2 separate regions of the Mus musculus genome follow, and region 1 is linked to region 2. A link is a contact called in public Micro-C data. All regions are on one chromosome and are shown on one strand. Each heading gives the region's core, a stretch centred on a gene start, on an enhancer-like site or on the middle of the called end of the contact. The rest is flanking DNA. Distances are from core to core; before and after follow the strand shown.

Evidence for each region. A called contact is a pair of places that touch in the nucleus more often than the background predicts.
Region 1: a contact with region 2 is called in a Micro-C map of granulosa cells, with 5 times the contacts expected there. The contact joins two enhancer-like sites. A contact is called at or near these places in 3 of 484 Hi-C or Micro-C datasets (ECoMG-derived neutrophils, granulosa cells and liver) and 1 of 115 datasets of contacts at active chromatin or transcription factors (pancreatic cancer cells).

What each region holds. Positions count from the first base shown.
Region 1 is chr13:16,451,128-16,456,570 of GRCm38.p6, reverse strand. No RefSeq gene overlaps it. Among named protein-coding and RNA genes, the nearest start is that of Gm31711, 190 kb to the right of the region's middle. Within about 2 kb of position 2,825, at least 8 of the 459 cell types and tissues checked have an H3K27ac peak or open chromatin away from gene starts, as enhancers often do. A contact at or near this core is called in granulosa cells, where this site is marked.
Region 2 is chr13:16,281,443-16,287,095 of GRCm38.p6, reverse strand. No RefSeq gene overlaps it. Among named protein-coding and RNA genes, the nearest start is that of Gm31711, 23 kb to the right of the region's middle. Within about 2 kb of position 4,270, at least 12 of the 459 cell types and tissues checked have an H3K27ac peak or open chromatin away from gene starts, as enhancers often do. A contact at or near this core is called in granulosa cells, where this site is marked.

The DNA.
Region 1 (5,443 bases), core at 1,576-4,075, 170 kb before region 2:
GTTCGATTGGGTTCAAGAAAGAAAGGTACTGTGGCAAAGTTTGCCAGAGGTGCACTACAAAGGCCTTGTGGGTTTTGAAGCATGGGGCTAGCATGGTAGTGACCCACCAGTGGGAACCTAGTGAGCTGGGTGGAGAGATTTTGGAGCTCTGAGTCAGAGTCTCCATGAGATAAGAACTGGCCAGGGTTGAGAGTAGCTGGGTGAAGCCCAGGAACTTGCCTTTTTCTTTTAATATTTTCCACAACAGCTATACCCTGAGCAACTAATTACCTCCTATGATGTCTCACATCTATTAAAGGTGCCGCGACTTTCTCAGCTATCTGTTACACTAAGTATCAAGTTTGCAATGCATGATCCTTGGGCAAATACCCAGGAATAAAATAATCAAAATCACAGAAGAGGGGAGATGCCAAGGGAACATAAGTCTGTGATATTGGAGGGAAATAGGAAAGGCCCTGTCATATAGATAAAAAATATGTGGTTTCTTCTCCAAGTGAGCATATATTCTTGAAGACTTGCAGACAGCTGTGCCTTGAGGGTGCTACATAGTAACAAGGCCAGGTGATCATTACAGGCTGAATGACCGATAGTAGCTTTGGTTTTTGACCTTAAAGTTGGCTCCTGTTTATTTTCAGGTAGAAAAAAGTTCTGGTAAGGAGCACTTCTAGCATCTCTGGTAATTTCTCATATGTGAAAAGGTTGTACAGGTTTTGTTGTGGGGGAGGAGGGAGTTGGCCACAGGTGTAATTCCTCAGTTCAGAATCTCTCTTTATGGTATAAAGATCTTTGAGTCTTTCTTGCACTAATTAAAACAGATACATTATCATGCTGCTTAAATTACAAGTCTGATAAAGTTTCAGAGTATCATAACAGAGAAACAAGTCCCCAAAATGGGAAAAAGTGGGAAGACTAGCCTCCTAGCAATGAATCCTATGATAAGAGATTTCCCAGATAATTTAACTCTGACATAGCAGAGACAATGGAGACTTCAAGAAACATAATGGTATCACCTAGCTAGACTGTGGGTAGTATGGGTGAGCTGGGTTTAGAGCACACATTTTTAGAGGTCTCCTAATGTTCTTTCAGGATATGTCAGCTCTGTTCTAAGTTGATAGTCACTTTAGAGTCTAAAACTAAAGCATCTTTCTGAGCCCTGGTTGCTTTTTACTCAGTTTTGAGTGGAGGAATAAGAGGAAGGACCAGTCAGTGCACTTTGTTATGACTCTGGGTATATTAAAACATAAAGATACATTACTGGGCGATTATAAAGCATGCAGCATATTTTAAATGTTTACATTTAGCTAAATAGAAATTCTAAGAAGTACAATTTATTTTATTATTCACAAGATTGCCTAGGACTTGGAAAATTATTGACATATTCTCTCAATCTGCTCTCTGTATCTCAGAAACTAAATAAATCAGCTTGCTTAGTGATAAAATCAGAACTAAGGCTGAGGCCTAGACTAAATGACCCTCCCTGCTCTTATGTGACAAGCCTGTTATCAGCAGTCCTTCAGCCTGTGTCCACTGTGAGGAACCCTGTCTCCTAGCTGTTCTCCTCTGTAGGTTAAAGTGGGCTTCTGCAAGGACTATGTATCTTGACATTTCTTTGAGCTTCTGACATTGTGCTGAATGACTTGAGCTGTTATCTGTCCTGATTTGAGCCTTCTTAGCAGGCTCTGCTATCACAACCCTGTGTAATTCTCAATGACCCTAACAGCCTGGCTTTCCTATCAGCAAACTGATTGTCCTCTCTTTACCATCTTTTACTGAAAACAGAACTGATAAAGAAGGGAGAAAATGCTTGCTTAATCTGTGCTAAAAAATGTCATAGGACTGGCAAACAAAGCAGACAGTGGTTCAGAGGCTCCTCCAAGGAAGCCTAGCTCTGGCTTGAAGACTAATCTTAGCTTCCACTTTGTAGCTGTGGACAAGTGCCCATGTAGATTGCTTCCAATGCAACCCTAACATCTCATAGACTTATTCCAAGAGGACAGTATTTCTTGTCCCTGAAAGGCAGTGGGTCTGAAATATCAGTTCCTTCCAGAAAGATCATATGTGGAGATCAAGAGAAAAACCCCTCAATGGGTTGCTCCACAGAATTCCAGACTTTCCCTGTACAGCCACAGAACACCATAGAAACTCAGCAAATTACCTTCCATCTTCTGACGTGGGGGCACATTTGAGTGAAATTGAACTAGAAAAAGCCCCTTTGAGCCCATTGAAACAGGGGCATGCCATCTGCCCTCTATTTGTGACCAGAAAGCTCATGCAAAAGAACTACAGGATGCTAACCATGAGTTAAGAAAATGTTACTAAAGAAGAAAGTGTCCCACTTGTCCTGTAACAAGTCCCAGACCCAGGCTTTATGGGAAGAAGCAGCAGGTTAACCTGCCCTTCCTGCCTACCATCAAGCAAACCTCAGTGAGATCCAAGAAATCGCACAGTGGCCAAACATGAGGTTGCTTTTTATATCTATTGTTTTTATGGCAAGCAGATGTGCTTGGTACCTACATTTAAGTACTCATTGATTTAGATGTTGATTTTGCAGACTCATAGAAATTACAGCATAGGCTCTGTTTGTCCCATTCCTGAGGGGGGAACATGCAGACTGTCTCTGTTGCTAGAGCTGTGATCCTGCTCTACCTCATGTTCCTCCTCCTACAGAGCTAAGGTGGCTACAGGCTCCCTGTTGGCTATACACATTGTGTAGAGTTACAGTAGATGAGTGAGATCCTGTTAGAAGCAACTGTGGTTATAAGAGTACCCCAACAGGCATCCCTGAGCATAGCCCAGTAGGCTGCAGTTGCTTTTGTTGTGATTCTTGTATACTTAGCCTTACACAGTGAACTAAAGTGGTTGGGATGGACCTTGGCAGAAAGCAGTGACACATGTTATCTCTGCTTAGCCAAGGCTTAAGCTTGGGGCCAGACCTCCAATCCTACAACTTCTCTTTACTGTGTTTGCTCCTGTTGGGTGGATAGGTTACTGATGCTCCTTGTCTACTCCACTGAGCAAGGTGAGATAAGTTCACTCAACTATAGGTCTCTCTGTTCAGATCAGGACCCAGAAGCCTAACCACATTCTCTGCTGCACAAAACATTAACATTTGCAGGAGAAAAGTAAACCACAAAAATGTGGCCATTTGCCCAAACTGCATGACACAAAGACTATGTAGATATTGAGGTCATTTTGATGCCACATGGTTATTGAAATACACTTTCTCATCATTGAGCTCAAAGGGCAAAGAGCTCAATTTAGTGCAAACTTCACTGAGTTGCTGTAAGGCCTATTTAGCACAACTCACATGAGCAAGGTACTCTTGACCTAGCCTGTTCAGCCTCATAATCCTACATACACTTTTCTCTGTAAAACTACCATACCTTAAATATGGAAGTCTTCTACCCTAATCAGTTCTACCTGCTGATGGGGATGACTTTGAAGTCATCTAGTTCAAACCCTGCTCTGTAACATTAACTCTATCACATCAGTACCATGTGGATGAAATCTTTTGCTTGAGTTAAAGTCCTTAAATGGCCACTGACATCTTTGCTTGCTTTGTATACACTTGCTTTTTATTTTACCTGAAGCTGGGTGTTTTGTTTTGTTGTTACTGTTGCTTTGTTCCTTCTCAGAGGTGTTGAAGTCTTCCTGCTTCTCCTTAGGTATACTGAACAGTTCGTGTTCCTCCTTGGGTATATTTAACCTGTCCTGTTCTTTCTCTGGTGTGTACTAAAGGGAGGTCATAGCTTCCCAAGTATGTTGGGAGTATTAAGCTATAATGTTTCTGCAGAGACTCCTGTCTGTGGTTTTAAAGTCACATTCCTTTATCTATTAAGACAGTTCATATCTCCTTCATGAACTGTGCTGCTGAGATATTTTTCCATCCATGTATGGCAGAGTTATTATAGAAATTCCTCCTGTAGATTGACTGGTTATTTGCCAATTTCACCATTCTTTGGGATGAGAAAGTAGCAGAGATTGTTCTGTCTATTCAAATGTGAGTAATTTCTGAGGTTTATAATGAGGTTAGCAACACTGTTTAGATTCACATCTTTACAATCAATTGTCCCCAAAGTGGTGGAAATGGGAACATGTTTCTGCATAATTTTCTGTCATAGGTTTATAAGAAGTCCATTTGGAATGTTTAGCCTACAAAGATTATATTGGATTCAAGGTCCAGTTAATTTGTTGCTACATTCATTATGGTAACACATCCACTTCATGGAATCTATGGCTGTCATCCCACAAAACATAGTTAGTTTGATGCCTTATTGATTATGTTTCAGTTTTAAGGAGACAAATGCTACTGGAATTAAATCTATTCATTTCCCAGATAAACTATAAACAAGACCTATAGTAACTATCTCCCATTGTCCTCCTGACTCCACCATTGCTCCCTTTCCCCAAACCTGATCTCTACTTACACACTAGGTCCCTTCTCATCTTTCTATCTCACTCTCCATCTTTTCACCTCTGGAATTTCCCACAATTATCTGTCAGTTTTTCAACCTTTCCCTGTTACTCACCCCAAACAATGTCAAATGTCTACATAACCATTTTTTTTAATTGTAAAATTTTCACAGTAAAAAAATTCTTTCCTTTCTCACTTTTATTACTTCTATTAGGACAGTCATTAATTTCTTTATTCCATAATATGAATTGAATTATGCCTGCCACCCAAAGTTCCATGTTGAAGAGTTAATTATGTTTTAATTATACTTGGATATAGGAATTTTAAGGAATATTAAAACTGAATGAGGTTATGATGTTGCTCATAATCCAGTAGAACCAGTATCCTTTAAACAAGACCAATAATCAGTTTCCAACCCTGTTTTCCCCATCTATATACTCTCACAAGGAAGACCACATGCAGGCCTAGAAAAGATAAGTTTTCTTCAAAAGAGGAAAGGAGACTTTGCATCAAGAAGAACCATCCCATACCCTGATACTATACTTCCCAGCATTCAGAACTGGGAAAAAATTAAAATTTTGTTACTTGAGTCATCTAAGTGTGAGGCATTTGGCATTACTAGTCCAGGACACCTCTTATGTGACTTGGCCAATTATTGATCACAACACAAAGACAGCTCCTTCCCATGCCATGGTTGATCTAATAAATGTCCATGGCCTTGACTAGACACATGTAGTTCTCTCTGTTTCTCTCAGCTCCCCTCTGAGTCTTTTCTTTCCTCATTACTTAAGGTCCTGCTAGTTCTTGCTTTTTCACAGAAGCTAATGCTTTTCCACTGTTCGAATCTGGATCTTGCTGCTTTATGCTTTGCTGGGCTGTGGCTTTGTAACTCTTAAGCTTTATTACATAATTGAGCATGGGAATCTGTTCTTTGTATTCTTTGAGAGACATAGCCTAGTGTTGCTACAGTTCAATCACTGTTTTATGAGACTCTGGAATTTCACACTTTACTAGGTCTCCATTCCAGTG
Region 2 (5,653 bases), core at 3,021-5,520:
CCATATACAATGACAACCTACCCAACCTAGGCTACAGAGTGGAAGGAGGTTGTGGAGAAGATGAAGGAAGGGGCCTACTTTAAAAGGTTATTAACTCGAGAGACAGAAAAGTGGATTCTCCTTCTCCCTACAATGCCTTATTCTGAAATTTTAAGGAATCTATTACTTCTCACTTTCAGGACTCGTAGTAGGTGAGAACTGAGAGAAAACTGACGAGTTTGGTTTACTAGAATATAATCTCCAAGAAACAAGTCAGTCAAGCAAAGGTTGGAGGGTTATAAAGGGAGAGCACATAAACTGTTCAGTATATAGAAGAGCTTAAATTTCACCCTAGAACTGGCAGGAGCCATTAAGCCACTTTAGTTGGTCAGCATCTATTTTCCCATAGGGTATACATGTTAGCATGTTCAAGGGGTCAGTCTTCCTGTCTCCTCCAACCAATGGCTTCAGTGATCAATCAAATGCTGAGGACTCAAATATCTATGTGTTTACACTTAAATCATCATTACTATGCAGATGAGTCTTGCTATTTGCTTTTATTTCCTTTTAATTCCGTGTCTGATTTTTCTTCACTTTGGTAAATGGCAATACCACACATTAAGCTTTTAGACAATATTCAGTGTGCCCAGTTTGTCTATTTTTCATCACTACATTTAAACCAGCACAAGATCTTAAAACTTTTCAGTTAATTTTTGAGCATTACTTCTTCTATGAGGTCAAAATGGCTTCCCATAAGCTCAAAACTCACATAGTTTTGTTTCTTATTTTTCTCGTTGAAGCCCTTTACTGTGTGGATCTAGTTTGCCTGGATCTGTGTTCATGTAGTAAGCAGTAACTATGTCTCTTGTGTAAATATCCTTTTTGTTCATTTTTATATTTTAAACTCAACTTTTCAGCCAGGGGTACAAAATACAAACAGTTTCACTTTTATCATACACTGGCTGTGGGAAGAAGGAGTTGTGGAGACAGCAGTAGAAGGGATGTTAGGATAGGTAGCCTTCCAAAAAATTCAAGATGTCACAGGGAGAAAGGTAATAGGAACTTGATGTTGGGCAAGTGAATAAGCATTTCCTACTAACATAGAAAAGCTGTAAACCATCAAATGATTAAGTAGTGAAAGAGTTTCTTTTCAAGGTGTGCTTTAGTATCACTATTTCTGTAAGTACTAGCAGTTTGTGTCCAAGGCTTCAGATTTAGGTCAAAATTATTTTACATATACTGGGCACTCATTTACCAGCAGTATAATCTGAGTTCTAGGACACTGAGCTAGATACTACAATACCAGCACCAGGAGTTTCCTCCTTGTAAAATCTAGGAGAAATTTTAAGTATCTGAACATTGGTTGAATTCATACACTACACTGAAGGATTTATTTTGTATTCAACATAGGGGCATGCAAAGTTTATATAGCATATATAAACTGCACAATGTATAGGATGTTAGTTTTCTTTTAAAATAAATGCTTGTAGCAGTTTCAGAGAGGTATTTATGACCCAATAACAAAATCAAAGGTGTAAAAAGTTACATAAGTAGTTTACAAATATAGAATCTAACTGCTCAAATCCATCAGTTTTGAATATCCCGGAGACACATCTTTAAAATATTAGTCTTGAACAAGAATGAGCAGCCATATTCTAAGTAGAAATATCTGGGAGAACATTTTCCTTTATGAGCATTTAAAAGAAATGAAAGAAAGAAAAGAAAAGAAGAATCAAAGCCTAGGCTTTGCTCTCCAAAAAAAGACTTAATTTGTAACTAGGAATACATACTGGTAGCAAACAACAATTGAACCCCATAACTACACATAGATGCACACGCAGAGACACAGAAAGAGGGGTGGGGATAGAGGGCGAGGGAGAGAGGGAGAAACTGAAAACCTAAAACCCTTGACTGTTTGATCTTTCCCTGCTTCTTGGTTTCCTCGAGTGTCATCTCCTCCACCATGCAGGCACAGTCCCTTCTCCCTTGGTCAACCAGGTACAATTAGCAGACAAACATAGACTATGTGGTAAGAATACCATTAGGGAAAATCCTTGATTTCAAAAACAGACTTTATTCTCCATAGAAGCAAGCTGAATATTCTGTGCCAATCCAAAACATGTTGAGGGACTAAGAAAGTCCAGTGTCAGAATCAGGGGCTGCTTCTGACAAGACGGTGGGCACTGGCTTCCCATGTTCTTCCTCTGCTAAAATTTGCAGAAAATTATAACTATTCCTTTAAAAAAATGGTAAGATGGCTATAACTGATGCAGAAAAATTCAACCATGACAACTAAAAGACACCTGAATAAGGAAGGGCATAAATTGACCCCAAAGCAGATGAATTAAGAGCTCCCCAAGCACGCACCACTTAATATGGAATTCTTTTGACAGCCTTATTGAATCTTTCTACACAAATCACAATAGTTATGCTTACAATTAGCTTTTGAAACTAACTCAGAGTGCTCCACACTTAGAAGCTGCCTAACTGAACCCGCACCATGTTTTCTTCCCAAGCTCCCACCTCTCTCTCCTATCGCTCATGTTTGGGTTGATGCTTTCTGGGGCTTTTTGTTTGTTTGTTTGTTTTGTTTTGATTTGTTTGTTTGTTTTTGCTTCTTTTTTTCCTCTTCCTCCTCCTCCTCTTTCTCCTTCTCCTCCTTCCCCTGTTTCTCCTCCTCCTCCTCCTTTTTCAAGATTTCAAGACATTGCTTTATCATATCTCTATGATACAATTTCAAAACGTGAGACTCTGCTGACCACAGTCCACCAGTATAAGAAAGCGGCAATTCCCCAGATCGATGCTCCAGCCTCTTTTACTTTGGTGATTCCCTAAGGCAAGCTTAGGCCCTTTCACTAAAAGTACAAGGAAAGGGAGCCTTAACCTTCCAAGAATGTCTTAAATTTTAGGCTCTGCTTGTCAGCTGCTAGGAACCTCACCAAAGCAGTGACCTGAGAAACAGTGTGTGCTGGCAAAGGGACAGAGAAAGAAGCATTTACCCTACCACAGTAGCTCATTGTCTTTTAGAATTTGTATTAGATATCTGGTGTACTGGCCATTAACCATGCACTTCCTCAAGGAGAGAATGGGGGTGTCAAGGTGTTTTAGACTCTAAGCATGTTCAGTGTAGTGAAATTGTTACAATGTATATATGTTTTTACAAGAGAATTTTGGGCCATTACGAACTACCCAATGCCTCATTTAGGAAGTGTCCACTCATCAAAATACCTGGGCTTTCAGTCCCACATACATAATTCCTACATTAATATGCATCAATTACCTTCCCAAAAGCTGTATAAAAAGATACATTGTATTGCTCAAGGGGCTTTAAAATGTTTGTGTTCAAGACTTACAGTAAAAGAAACAGTTTTCATTTTTCCATTTTTGCTTACAACTTCCCAATGCTGCAGAACTGAAACAATTAGCTGCCTCCTGTTCATCGTCACCCATCGCCTGGGCGTCTTCAATCTTCTGGCTCTGCCACAACTGTTTTCTTGTGAGCTATAGCCCCAAATGAGGCTCAATACTGTACAGAAGGATGGAAATCTGAAGGCGCCTTAGAATAACATTCCAGGGCTTCACTGAGGGTTGATCTGTTTCTTTTTAGCCCTGTCCTAGAAACAGTAAGGCTGCCACACATTTAAGGTGGAGTGGGGGTGGGGAATAACATCTAAATTCCTCTTGTATCTCAGAAATCTAAATTAAAACATTGAGGAAGCAGTTACTAGGTTGTTCTGACAAAGATAACAAGGCTGTTAGGATTGGATTTAGAAATGAGCATTGCAGGGCTCTCTCTGTTGTATCCAATCTGGAATGTCACACCCAGACATACAAGTAGTTAGGATGGACTTAAATAGCCAGACCCCATAAAAGACAAAGAAAAAAAAAGTAGCATTGCACATTATTGTGGGCTGAAGGACTTGGTACCATTATTGTAGAATCCTGTACCATTTTGTTTCAATTAAGGAACACAAATAAATCACAATTAAAAAAATAGTTCAATAGGTTTGGAATCACTCTATACAGTCATAGCAAAGCTACCACATTGTTTAAATCGTCTGTGGAGAACCATCATTCTGTAATGACTAACAGAGAAAGGAGACTAGGGGCCTCTTTCCCAGTGTTCTGAAAACCACTTAAGAGTTTCAGTCTCTCTAGATTCATCTATTGGTAAGAAGGACAGGGTGGAAGAGACAGGAAGAATTCAGGGTCTCTCTCAGACAGACACCCTGCAGATTCTGGGAGACCAGGGCTATGGAAGCCTTCCACTGCTACTTTGAAGGCAAGGGAAAAGATAAGAATTTCTCAGTCTTGTTGTCCTTGTAGCTGGGTTCCTGCCCCTATCTGACCATGGGGCCTAGACTCCACAATCTCAGCCAGGGAGAGAGTTTTCCAGGAGGCTGCCATCCTTATTACAGCTGGATCATAACAGGTTAGGCTGTACCCAGAGCCAGTGGACATGAGGAAGTTCCTTGGCTTTAGAAGAGTTAGGGGTCCCTCCTGGAAGCTCTCCAAGGCTAGGCTGAGTCTACCCCATTATCTCCTGAGGTTTCCATTATACCAATGTCATTTTTGCTGTAACAAAGCCTGGAGTGCTGGCCTGTTTTTACAGATTTTTTTTTGCACTATTCTTTCTGCCTTTATTCAAGCAGCAGTATTGAGTGGGTGAACACATCCCCCGGAAACAGCTCCCTGATAACTCAGGAGCCTTTGAGTCTGCAGGGCACTTCTCTAGGTTTTCTGAACAAAGAACTGAGTGTTGGAATTGCAAATAAAATACGTTTTTTTAACCCTCCTTTAGTCAGATAATTTGCTATATTTTTGCCCTCTTAATTTATTATTTCCCCCTTTTTTAAAAAAAAGATGTTTGACTCCCTGATTTTCTTCCTTCTATTGTGACTGTGGACAGTTCACGTCAGGTTCTCCTTGTTCACTTTTCTCTCTACCTTCCCATGCTGAGGATTGAAAAATCCCACAGATTTGTTTTACTACTGAGAGCATAAAAAGCAGCATGTTTGCATTTTGAACAGAGCTGAGATTAAGGCATTTGCAGCCTTGAAATAGCTCTTTCTCAACTTCCATTCCCATGAGGTTATCCACATAGAGTTGCTGTTAGCACAGGGTCAGTGTGATGAAATATATTTGTTGAGTCTCTTTGGTGCCAAAGCTTTGGCCAACTATCTGATCTACCTGATAGTGGCACTGTTTCAGAAATCTCTACTCAGTAGAGCAATATTAGCCCTGTGGATTATCAAACAGAACATGATACTGGAAACCACAGCTAGCAAAACCTTCACATTTTTCCTTCTTCCACACCCTGCCTTAGAGATCCCATGCAAGAATGGGAAGGTGATCAGAGTTTACACACTCAGGATTGTTACTTTAGTAACCCCCTTAGAGGTGAGTTTCAAACATTAAGGCTATAATACTCCCATTTTTAGAGCCAAACTTCAGTGATGCTTTTAAGAGTGAGGCTGGAAAGGGTTGCGAGTAACACTGAGAAAAGCAGTAATTACAGGTGAGGTGATATATTTTAAAAGTTCTGATTTTCTTCTATCTCATACTTCGAGCTTACTTGTGTAAATATACCAGAATAAAGCAGTATTTGTCTAGATGATTGAACACATCAGACTAGCTCATATTACACACAAACCGTTTTAGGTAAAGCTATCTT